Regions from separate parts of the Sus scrofa genome. Here region 1 is linked to region 2. A link is a contact called in public HiChIP or PLAC-seq data. All regions are on one chromosome and are shown on one strand. The core of a region is the stretch at or near the end of the contact, and the rest is flanking DNA. Distances in the headings are between cores, read along the strand shown. Region 1 holds the start of AK3 (GTP:AMP phosphotransferase AK3, mitochondrial). Region 2 overlaps JAK2 (Janus kinase 2).

Region 1 (5,492 bases), core at 2,864-5,363, 250 kb after region 2:
TGACAGTTGAGAAATGTATTTCATTGTAGTTTAATTTTCATTTCTTTTATTATAAGCATGATTGAACATCCTTTCATATATTTAAGAGTTCTTTTTCATTTCTTTCTGTGTATGTGTATGTGTACACACTGTATGTTTATATCTCTTGCCTATTTTCCATAGGGTGGTTTTCCTTTTCTTCTCCAACTTTGGAAATCCTTTCTATGTTAGGGATATTTACAATTGTGTGCAGGAGCTGACAAGTATCATAGGCTTACAGGTGCTGATTGTTAAATTTTCAGGAATTCTGTTAGCCATTTGATGTCATGCTGGTACAGCTGATAGTATCTTGGCAACTTAAAAATCTGCTACAGTGGAAATATTTACACAACAGGCAAATGCTATGAGTCAGGGCTACTTCCCACCCTCTCCTTCAGAACACACCACTGGACACCATTCCTTTGTCCATAATATCAGTTGGAAATATTTTTCCTGGTTTGCGATTTGTCTTTTTATTTTGCTAATGATGTGTTTTGCTATACAAAAATTTTGTTATTGCTGTTGTTTTAGATAGTCCAAATTTCAGTCCTTCCTTTTATTGCCTCTGGATACTGTTAGAAAAACTTCCCTCATTCCTTGATTATAAAGAAATTCACTCATACTTTCTACTAGTATTACATAGTCTTATTTATCAAAAAAAATGTAAATCCTGATCTCTTTGGAATTAATCTTATGTGGAGAAACAGATATATTTGTAATCTTTCTCCACTGGCGATCTAATCATTTATCCCACACTATTTATGAAGGTCTTTTTTCTCCATGATGTGAGATGTCACCTTTTTTTTTTTTTTTTCTTTTCATTTTTGGCCACCCTGCAGCATATGGAATTCCCAGGCCAGGGATCAGATCTGAGCCTCAGTCTTGACCCAAGCCACAGCTGTGGAAACACCGGATCCTTAACCCATTGTGCCAAGCCAGGGACTGAACCTTCTTCCCAGTACTCCCAAGACACTGCCAATCCTATTGTGCCACACTGGAAACTACAGATGCCACCTTTATCACTTCCAGATGCAGTTAGATTGATTTTGGGATTTTCTGTTCTGTTTTATTGACTTATGTATTCATGTCCTAATACCACCCTCTTGTTATACAGGTCTCATAATATTTTAAGAACTTTAGTAGGATTAGACTCTCTTCATTTTCTTCTTTTTCAGGGCTTTTCCATATATTTTTGCTTATTTATCCTTTCAAATAAACATATAATAAAATTGTCTCAGCTCTAAGGCTTCCCCTTCTGTTGCTTTTGCAGTGTTAAAAAATATTGTCTTGTTTGTATTTTCTGACTTCTGCCTCCTCTGTTCTGTTTCCCCAGTTTCGTCTAGATCTTCTCTTTCTTTTTCCCCTGATATCCTTTTTCTGGAGAGTTTGAATTCTGCTCTCAGAAGTTCCCTCTCAGAGTAAGTATTCAGTATTTCATCTAACATTTTTTGAAATTACTAATTCAGTTGCTGAATCACTATGGTATTTGTGGCAAAACTATCTTATTTTTTCATCTATATACTGTAAATGAAAAATGACTTTTTTTTTTTTTGAGGGCCACACTTGCGGCATATGGAAGTTCCCAGACTAGAGGTCGAATCAGAACTACAGCTGCCAGCCTACGCCACAGCCACAGCAACTCAGGATCTGAGCCACGTCTGCAAACTACACCACAGCTCATGGCAACACTAGATCCTTAACCCACTGAGTGAGGCCTGGGATCAGACCCACATCCTCATAGATCCTAGTTAGGTTGGTTAACTGCTGAGCCACGAAGGGAACTCCCAAAAAATGATTAAAAAAAATAGAAATAGTTGTAATCAGTTCTCAGTCCTATCAGCAGAACTTGATTCATTTAATCACTCCCACTTTCTTGAAACATCAACTTGCAAAATACCACATTCACCTGTTCTTTTCCTAACTTGCCTCTCCTCTTTGGGCTCTTTCAGTGTTTCCTCCTCATTGTCTTAATGCTGGTGAACCCCTGAACTCAGATTTCAGACCTCTTCTCGTCTCATCTAAACTCACTCCCGAAGTGACTTTGTACTATCTCATTAATTTAAATTTATCAACAACTCCCAAATTTTATATCTTCAGCCAGGATCTCTACTATGTACTCAAAATTTGTACATCTGGAGTTCCCACTGTGGTTCAGCAATAACCAACCTGACTACTATCCATTAGGACTCGGGTTCAATCCCATGCCTCAGTTAATGGGTTAAGGGTCTGGCATTTCCATGAGCTGTGGCATGGGTTACAGATGCCACCACTTGGATCCAGCATTGCTGTGGTTGTGGTGTAAACCGGCAGCTGCAACTCCAATTTGACCCCTAGCCTGGGAACTTCTATATGCCGCAAGTGTGGCCCTAAAAAGAAAAAAAAAAAAAAAATTGTACATTTAACTGCTTCCTTATCAGCTCCTCTGGATGTCCCAAAGGCATCTTCAATTTAACTTACCCAAAACAATGCTAATGTTCTCCCCAAACCTGTTTCTCCTATAGTCTTTCCAATCTCAGTTAATGACAGTTCTGTTTTTCTAGTGCAGCTCAGGGAGAAATTCTTTCTCCACTCTCTAATCCACCTACCCCTGGATTCGCTCCCATGGCTACAACTGACAGCTCAGCTGGAATGGCTGGACCAAATGGGACCGCTGGGCCTCTCTCCCCATGGTCTTCTCTCAGACTTCTTCAGATCCGGGCCTCTGCAGGAGTGTTAGAGGGCAAGCCCCAACATATGAGCACTTCATAAATCTCTTTTTGATTCACCCTTCCCAATGTATTAATGTTTAGTTTGAGCTCAGTGTGTTTACCACTAGGGCAAGTTGAAGGGGGAAGAACCAGCCCAAACGAATGTGTGTGCACAGCCAAATGACTGCGCTAAGCTCAGTTGCCAAGAGATTTCTCAGTCTGGCAGTTACTTATTCATTTCTCGGTCATAATCAACAAACTTTAGCAAAGCTGCAGCTCTGTGGGGCCTGGTGATATGACCACAACACTCAGCTTTTCCTCCCCTATGACAGAATGATTTCTCAGTTGTTTGTTTTCTTTCTAAGCTAAATATCTCCCAGGATTTTCTTTCAGATCTCTTTGCAGCCAAACCCTCAAATGTTCCTGGCTTTGGAAATTAGGACTCTCTACACACCTTCAGGTTCTCCGGTGTTTCGTAACTTCTACTTGTCCAGACTTTTTCATTCTTTTGTTAGTTCTGTTCCTTAAGTTTTCTGGTACTTTCATTTATGTTCTTTTTCTTTGCTTAATCCCTTCCTGTTTTCCATGGGTTATTATTTTTTTTAATCTTTTTTTTCTAATTACATGAGTTGAATGTTAATTCATCTTCATTCTCTCCTAGTAATAAAATATGTACGAGCTACTAAATATCTTTCCAACTACAGCACTGTCTACCTATTAAATCCCCCCACCCATTCACCAAGCTCAGGTTCACTGGGGAGCACACTTTCCCTTACCACCTCTCTCTGAAATAATTTCTATCTTTTAAATTGAAAAGCAGTTTGGGGCCACACGTTTGGTAACTTCTGAGGAAGGTGGCACTTGTTTATTTTTCACAGAGCCTTCTCTCTGCCTTAGTATAATGTCCTGACACAGAGAAATGATAGCAATGATGGGTAACTTTAACGTAATATTGAACACTACCCTGCAGCTGGCATTGTACTTTACACAGTTTTAACAACTTCCATGCCCATTTTACAGAGGAAATAGGTTCAATTTTTTTGCCTTGTGTTTCTCTTCCTGGAACACACCAAATATTCCATCTCTAGGGTTTTTTCCCCTTGCCTTTGTCTCTTTCCCTCCACCTTCCCATTTAGTGCTGAGAGCAAATGCCATTTCTTCAAAGCTTTACTGACCATCTCCACACATTGTTTTGTTTTGTTCGGAGTATGAGCTCAAATTATCCTTCAAATATTTCTGTTTCCTTGTTACGATCTGCCTCAACCACTAAACTTTCAATTCTAAGGAGCAGACATTTTACTGAAAAAATATTTATGTAATCAGTGTATTGCCACAGGCAAAAAATGGAGCCTGTGGAAGAGCCAATACTTTCAAGCTCAGCTGAGTGCAAGCAACAACTACTTTTGAATCCCAAAGTGTGGTCCTAGGAGGTAAGAGACACCCCTCAATAGACCTATGACATGGAGCACCTCACTCAATTTCAACTTAGATTCCTCTCGTGGGAAATGAAGAGGAAGGCCCTATCGGCTCATTGTCACCCACTGTGATTCTACCCACTATGATAAACGTACCTTAAAAATTAGCTCGAGAAAGCCAGGGAGAAGAGTCGCAGGGCAACTGAGGAAGAGAAGGGAAGGGAGAAATCTGCAGGCTGGGGGCGGGGAGAAGGGGAGCGTTTGATGACTCTGAGAACCCAGGGGCAGTGGTGGCGAGGGGGCCGCAAGTAGGGGTCGCGCGGGGGAGGGGGCTGGAGTTGGGAAGGGCACCTGACGGGCGGCACGGTAGACCCTCTCTCTGGGACTCGGCAGCACTGGGCACGGCGTGAAAGGTGCGTCAAGGGTGTCAGGCGGGGGGCAGGTAAGGATGATATCCAGTAACCAAGGGGCGCAGAGCGGGGCCCAGGGTTCAGAAGGGGACGCGGGAGGAGTGGCCAAGTGTGCGAGGAACCGGACGAGGTCTCCCCGGCTGGGACTGGGCAGGACAGGGCAAGGCACTGACAGGTGCGAGGTGAGGACCTGAGGGAAGTAGGGGGTATTCAGGGGCCGGGGGGGGGGGTGCCTGGAGGCGCAAAAGAGGTGCAGAGGGAAGCCGGCGAGTGGGGAGGAGGCGCTAAGGGACGTGGGTCGCGCGGGTCGGCGAAGGAGCCCACAGAGGTCTCACAGGAAGCGCGGAGGGGGCGAGGCTTGCGCTCGACTTGCGCGGGCGGGGCTGGGCCGGGCGAGGGGGAGGGGGTGCCCCGAGTCGCTGGGGGCAGGCGGGCGGGGCTGCTCGGTTGCCTATCGCCTCACTTCCGGGCTCGCCTGAGAGCTGAGGCCGACGCCAGCTCGCAGCGCTGCCAGCTGCTCAGCCGCGGACCACCGAGCGGGTGAGAGCGTAGCCAGGCCGAATCCCCATCGTTCGCGCAGCCCAGGCCTCTCTCTGCGGCCATGGGGGCGTCTGCGCGGTTACTGCGCGCAGCGATCATGGGGGCGCCCGGCTCCGGCAAGGGCACTGTGTCCTCGCGCATCACCAAACACTTCGAGCTGAAGCACCTCTCCAGTGGGGACCTGCTCCGAGACAATATGCTTCGGGGCACAGGTGGGAGCCGGGGCGGGAAGGGCAGCGGTTCACGGTCGCCTGGGTGGGATTTGTGGGTGGAGGGACAGGGGCGGAGAAGTGGGTCCCGGGAATGTGGGTCTGGGGTATGGGGGTCTGGGGTATGGGCGCAGCATCTTCCAATTGCCGCCCAGTAGGGAGACCTCCCGCTTCTGAGCGACTGCTCCCCGAACCTTTGGTCTCTACGGACAG
Region 2 (6,340 bases), core at 1,012-3,511:
CAGCTCTGACAACACCAGAACCTTTAGCCCAGGGATCAAACCTGCATCTCCGTAGCAACCCAAGCCCCTGAAGTCAGATTCTTAACCCACTGTGCCACAGCAGGAACTCCTAGTTCTTATTTTAATTGAATTTTCCTTTTTAATAGTAAGGATGATTATATTTGTTGTCCATGCATATTTATGAGTTGTTTGTATCTTTTTCTTATTTGTCCTTTGAGGTATCTGTCTTTCTAATTTATCAGAACTCTTAATACATTTGTCAGAAAAATAACAGGAGGAGGGAGTTCCCATTGTAGCTCAGTGGAATAAGAACCTGAATAGTCTCCATGAGGATATAGGTTCCATCCCTGGCCTCACTCAATGGGTTAAGAATCTGGCATTGCCATAAGCTGTGGTGTAGGTCACAGACACAGCTCAGATCTGGTGTTGCCAGGCTGTGGTGTAGGCCTGCAGCTGCAGCTCTGATTAAAATCCTAGCCTGGACACTTATATGCCACAGACACACCTCTAAAAATAAATAAATAAATAACAGGAAGAAATTTACCCCATCAGATAATAAAACTTACTATAAAACAATGTTGCCAAAATAACATTGGTATACACTTAAATCAGTGAAACAAAACAGCATTCAGAAATAAATCCAAGTATATATGAGAACTTAGTATGATAATGATGACATTTCTGTAGGGGAGAAAAAAGATATTTGTTTCCAGAAGGCACTGGCATAACTGCAAAAAACATATAACTGGAGAAAACATGCTAAACTAATATACTTTATATATAAAAAAACAGATTACCTATGAATTAAATGTTTAATATAAAAAATAAAGCATTAAAAATACTGGAAGAATCTTTGAGAGGACTCCTATCTGGAATGGAAAAACTTTCTTACACAAAATGGGAAATTCAGAATCCATATAACAAAAGTCACACAAATTGGCTGTCTGAGTCCATATTTTCTTTGGCTAATAAAGTGTTTTTTTATTCCCACTTGAATTTCAATGCCTCAGTAAGGACAAGCACTCTCCAGTTTCCCCATGGTTTCCACTTCTCCCTACTACCTTAATATAACAAGCCTCTTTATACTCATTAATGACACTGAAGTCATTGAGGTTTTCCACCTCTACAATAAAGAAAAAGATCCATTATATTAAATTTTCAATTTCTCTAGAGAAAAGGCAACATAAACAAAACCAAAAGACAAATACTTACAGAAAATATTTGCAATTCATTTTTCAAACAATATCTTTAATATACAAAGAGCTCCACAAACTGATAAAAGACAAACAATCCACTAAAAAATGATGAATATATTACAACCCTTCACCTAAAATTTATTTTTGAGCACATATGGAATATTTATAAAAACTGACCACAATGAAACATTAGCCTGAAAATTAAAAAAAAAGAAAACCCTTAAAAACATAACAAAGTCTAAAAAATACTTCAAAATTGGTTTAACTGTTACTAGGGATCAAACCCACATCCTCACAGAGAAAATGTCAGTCCTTAATCCACTGAGCCACTATAGGAACTCCAAGATTTTTTTATTTGAGAGAAAAACATATGCTACAAAGGCTTAATGTATTTATACCAGAAACTGTTACAAATCAATAAGAAAATGAACACAGAAGATGAAGTCATTTCACAAAAGAAATGCAAACCTTCCCTAAAATGAAAACATAGTATTAATAATCAAAGAAAATTAAATAATAATGATACTGTTTCTTCCCTATCAGAGTGGCAGAGATTAAAAAGATTTGCAAAACCCAGTGTTGGCAAGGATATTATAAAAACAATATCTAAAAATCTGTCCATTTAAAAATGACAGGAGCAGTAAGATGCATATCTAAGAATTCTATGAAACACTCATAATAATAACGAATAGAATTTTTAATGACACTAAAGGATCTGATCAATTAACTATGGTATATTTAGCCAACAGAATACTATGAAGCCAAAAATGATGTACACTGACTTATTCTAACATCATATGCTGTGGATAGCACAAAATGGACATTAAATAAGATCTACTGAATGACTGACTGCATTACTTATTTAATGGATGATTGCTTAAACACCTAATGATATGTTGAGTGTATAGGTGGGTGAAGGGCTGACCACCTGAGTGAGTGACCAACTAACCCACTGACTGACTCGTGTGACTGACTGACCAACTGACTGAGTAACAGGATGAATAAGTAAAGTTGTGAGTAACTGAGTGACCAGGTAAAAGAATAATCAGCTAACCAAAGGAGTGAGTGACTGAGTGACTGAGTAACCCTTTGACTGAGTGAGGAAAGGACTAAGTGAGCAACGACTGAATGAATCAATCTTTCGTTAGTGAAAGAGGAAAGGTTTTTGCAATACACATTCTTGAGTTAAAATGGCTCAAAGGAGAATGAATGGATGACCTCCACTCATTTAAAACTGTATTTGAATTTGTCACTATATGGAAACATCCAGAAATGCATTAAAATTTATGAAGCAATTTATTAAGTCAATCACAAGAAGGACTAGCAAACCTTTTTGTCCCTTTGATTTATGAATGTAATTTTTAGATGATCACTTTTATTCACTTGGTCTTTCTGTTTAAAGAGGTACTGTTCAATGCTTGTATACTACTCTACTATTCCATCTTAAAACAGTGTATAAAATACATGCAAATATATGTACTTCAAAACAATATCATGGAAAAAAAACAGTATCATGATTCTTTTATCTAAGAAGCATGGGATTCTTTGAGGCTTTAGAAAAGAAGAGGTTGAGAACAGTTAAGGGACAATGACATCAAACCACATTTTACCCTGGGGCAGTCACAGAAGTATATACAAGGCAGGCAACAATTTAAAAGACCTTCCAGGAAACCTGATGCCGTGGATGAAGGAAGAGAAAGGAGAGAAAATGTAAATTCTTCTGCAAATGTATCCCCTTACCCTATTTTTACTCCTAAGAACGGATTTTGAGCTATTCCTCAGAATCATGCTTCATGATGGCTATATAAGAAAAGGTGTATTTAAAACATCTAACATACATAGAAAATGGTGTGAATAAAGATGCGGTAAAGTGCTTTGAATAAATCTCTGAAAGTGTAGTGCATGGGGGTGGGGGAGGCTTAAGATTTCATTTCAAAACTATCATATTTCAAGCTTATACTATCAAGAAATTTTTTAAGTTTCTTTTAATTTTAAGAAATTGTAAGTTTGCCTATAGAAAATAAACACTATCTTTTGCTATTGACATTCAAAAAAAATCTAAAATTTCAGAAGAATACTATTTTGCTTTATTTATTTATTTTTATTTATTTATTTGTCATTTTAAGGCTGCACCCTCAGCATATGGAGGTTCCCAGGGTAGGGATTGAATGAATGGGAGCTATACAAGCATGCAGGATCCAAGCCTCGTGTGCGACCTACACCAGAGCTCACGGCAATACTAGATCCTTAACCCACTGAGCAGGGCCAGGGATCGAACCCTTTCCTCACGGATGCTAGTCAGATTCGCTTCCGCTGAGCCACAATGGGAACTCCCATTAGAATACTATTTTAGACATTCTTCTGAAATAATTCTTCAAATATTAAAATGCATCAGATAAAAAATCAAATTAAAGCCCTTAGGGATTAACAAGCCAAGAATGAGGAATATATATACATGGAAATGAAATATAATTCTCTAGACAATGAATTATTTTCTATTTTAAATGGATTCCCATTTCCTCATTAACCATCATAAATCAAATAAACTTGCACAATAATTCACTATTTTCTTCTCTGGGTCATTCCCTAAATCCTAAAATCCTCTCTAAAGGATTATTTCCATGTTAAACCTTTGTAAAACCCATATACCTAAGGCTGCCTATAAAACAGGAGTGAAGGGTGGAGCAAGGGAAGTAGTACAAAAAGAGAGAAGTAACTCCTATCAGAAAAATTGTTCCTAACAATTTTACTAACAGTGTTACTTTTACTGACCATAACTAGCTGCACTGTCAATCAAGCTTATTACAATGAACGAGTACTTAAGTGTTCATGGTAATAACATTCTAATGATCATAGAGTATCTGCCTCAAAAGAGCCTGTAGGAGGGAGAGGCAGGGGTAAAGGCAGGGATAATATTTTTTAACAAGACAGGGCACTACTGATTCTCTTATTTTTATATGTTTTATATACAGAGTAATATCCATCCATTACAAACACTTAAAAATATTATTCTAAGTTTGCTTTTTCAAAATAATCAAATTATAAAAGCTGTGCTCACCTTTAATGCTGTTTTTTCTGATCTAGTCAATTATCCACAAACAGGAAAATTAGCCCTTAAATTAACTTCTGAGGGATTCCAATTCTCAAATGATTTACTCAATCCTAAGGACTGCCCTCAGGAAGTGACAAACTTCTCTTGTTATGCAAATTTGATACAGATAAAGCCCTAGTGTGACTCTTTAAAAATTTAAAGCCAAATATAGATTAGAGGAGCAGTCTTAAATTAGAAAAAAAACCTATTCATTAAATATAAAAAGTAAGACCACACAATAAAGCCAAAGAAAAAGTAAAATAAAAACAGAAAAGTCAAGGTTTAATCCAAATTTAAAAAGAAGAATGAAGAGGAAAAATGAATAATTAAATTGAATAATTTAAACAAAGATCTGCTTATATCCCTAAACTGTTGACTTGTTCATTTTATTTTCAAACATTTTAATTTCCCTGTACAGTAAATACTATATAGGCCTGATAGGGATGGAGTAGACAGAGGTAGTTGTAGAAGTCCCAATAAAGGACCACAGATAACAAGGGAAACTTAGGGGACATTGGGAGATCACTGTAAGTAAATAGATTGCTCAAAAAAGCCATCAGAACAAGGCAGCTTAGCTTTATTAGTGGAGCTTTGAGAATTGCCTCAAATCATTGGGTGGGGGATGAGATTAGGCCTGCATTCATATTCAGACAAAGGGCAAGTGTTTTTGAGGACCACTCTTCTATGGATTTGAATACAACTTACCGGATACTAAGGAGGAGCTACTACTCCCAGAAAGGAAGAGGCGGGCTTTTCCAATCCCCACTCCCCTTGGATGATAAAAACTGTAGCCCAACAGATCCTTGGGGCAGAGCTTCCTTGCCTGCCCGCTTGCTTGCATCTCTTGCAAGCGTTCTATCCTCATAAATCTGTTTCTTGCCTATCACTTTGTCTCTTGCTGAATTCCTTCTGCACAGAGGTACAAAGAACCTGAACCTCAGTAAGTCCAGATATCAGGTGAGTGAAAACATGGGTTCAAGGCCAAATCTGGGTCTAGGCTGGGTTCGAGTCCCAATTTGTGTTCTAGCTAGGTTCAGGCCGTTATTACTGTCAGTTTCAGGACCAGGAAATACAGAAATTAATAGGAATATTCTCTGACCTAGAACTCAGAATATAGTTTCACAAGAAACAATGTTGGAACAAAGTCAGGAAATAAACCCAACTACAGACATAATTTAAAACACTACCATTTTATAGCAGCAGAGAAAAGATAGATTACTTATTCAACAGATAGTGCTGGAATAATCATACACCCATGTGAAAGAAAAAAATTGGTTTCTACTTTATACCTTGTACCGATATAAATTCCAGATGGATCAAGAAAACATGGGAGAGCTTCAAAAGCCTAACTCCAAGGTTGACAGGGCCCTAATCAAGCATGATTTAAAAAAAAAAAAAAAAAAAAGGAAGTATTAAATGAATAACAAGGACTTGAAAAAAAACAAAAATGCATGCATGTCAAAAAAAAAAATCACATCATAAACAGAGTTAAAAATATAAAAAGACAACCTGGAGAAAATACTTACAATTTATTTCACACATAACTATCTTACTTAGTATAAAAACAGCTCCCACAAATTAAATGGTCAACAATCCAAAAGAAAATGGACCAGCATATTGATAGGGATGGAGTGGGATAGCTACAAGGGTAGTTATAGAAGTCCCAATAGGGGACCACAGAGAGGGAAACCTAAGGAACTTTGGGAGACCACTGTAAATTAATAATCTCTCAAAAAGCCACCTGAACAAAGCAGGCTTACCACAAATAAAAGATATGCCTCAGGTCATCACTCTTAGGACCAAGGGCAGGAGTTTAAGGACTGCCCTTCTGCTGATTTGAATAAGCACCTTGATAGTCCTAGTTTGACCTTAAAGGGTCAAATAATCTCTTACCTGATATGAAGGAGGAGCTACTACTTGAAGAAAAGGAAGAGGCAGTCTTTTCCCATTCCCCACTTCCCTTGGATTATAAAGATGTAGCCCACCTAATCCTCAGGACAGAGCCACCTTGCCAGCGAGCTTGCATCTTTCACAAGTGTCTTATCTTAATAAA

What was found. HiChIP or PLAC-seq counts read pairs in DNA pulled down with a chosen protein or histone mark.
Region 1: an H3K27ac HiChIP or PLAC-seq map of alveolar macrophages shows a contact between it and region 2. The contact joins the promoter of AK3 here to the enhancer-like site in region 2. A contact is called at or near these places in 14 of 47 Hi-C or Micro-C datasets (alveolar macrophages, blood, embryonic fibroblasts and 9 more) and 2 of 2 datasets of contacts at active chromatin or transcription factors (alveolar macrophages and skeletal muscle).

What each region holds. Positions count from the first base shown.
Region 1 is chr1:217,232,448-217,237,939 of Sscrofa11.1, forward strand. AK3 (GTP:AMP phosphotransferase AK3, mitochondrial) reads left to right here and starts at 4,114. Exons shown (of 5, transcript XM_021064132.1): 1 at 4,114-4,135. It overlaps LOC106509181 (a long non-coding RNA gene), which reads right to left and starts at 4,574. Exons shown (of 4, transcript XR_001306485.2): 1 at 4,277-4,574; 2 at 2,604-2,719.
Region 2 is chr1:216,982,005-216,988,344 of Sscrofa11.1, forward strand. The region is part of intron 2 of JAK2 (Janus kinase 2); the gene reads right to left. Among named protein-coding and RNA genes, the nearest start is that of JAK2, 17 kb to the right of the region's middle. Within about 2 kb of position 2,262, at least 3 of the 83 cell types and tissues checked have an H3K27ac peak or open chromatin away from gene starts, as enhancers often do. A contact at or near this core is called in alveolar macrophages, where this site is marked.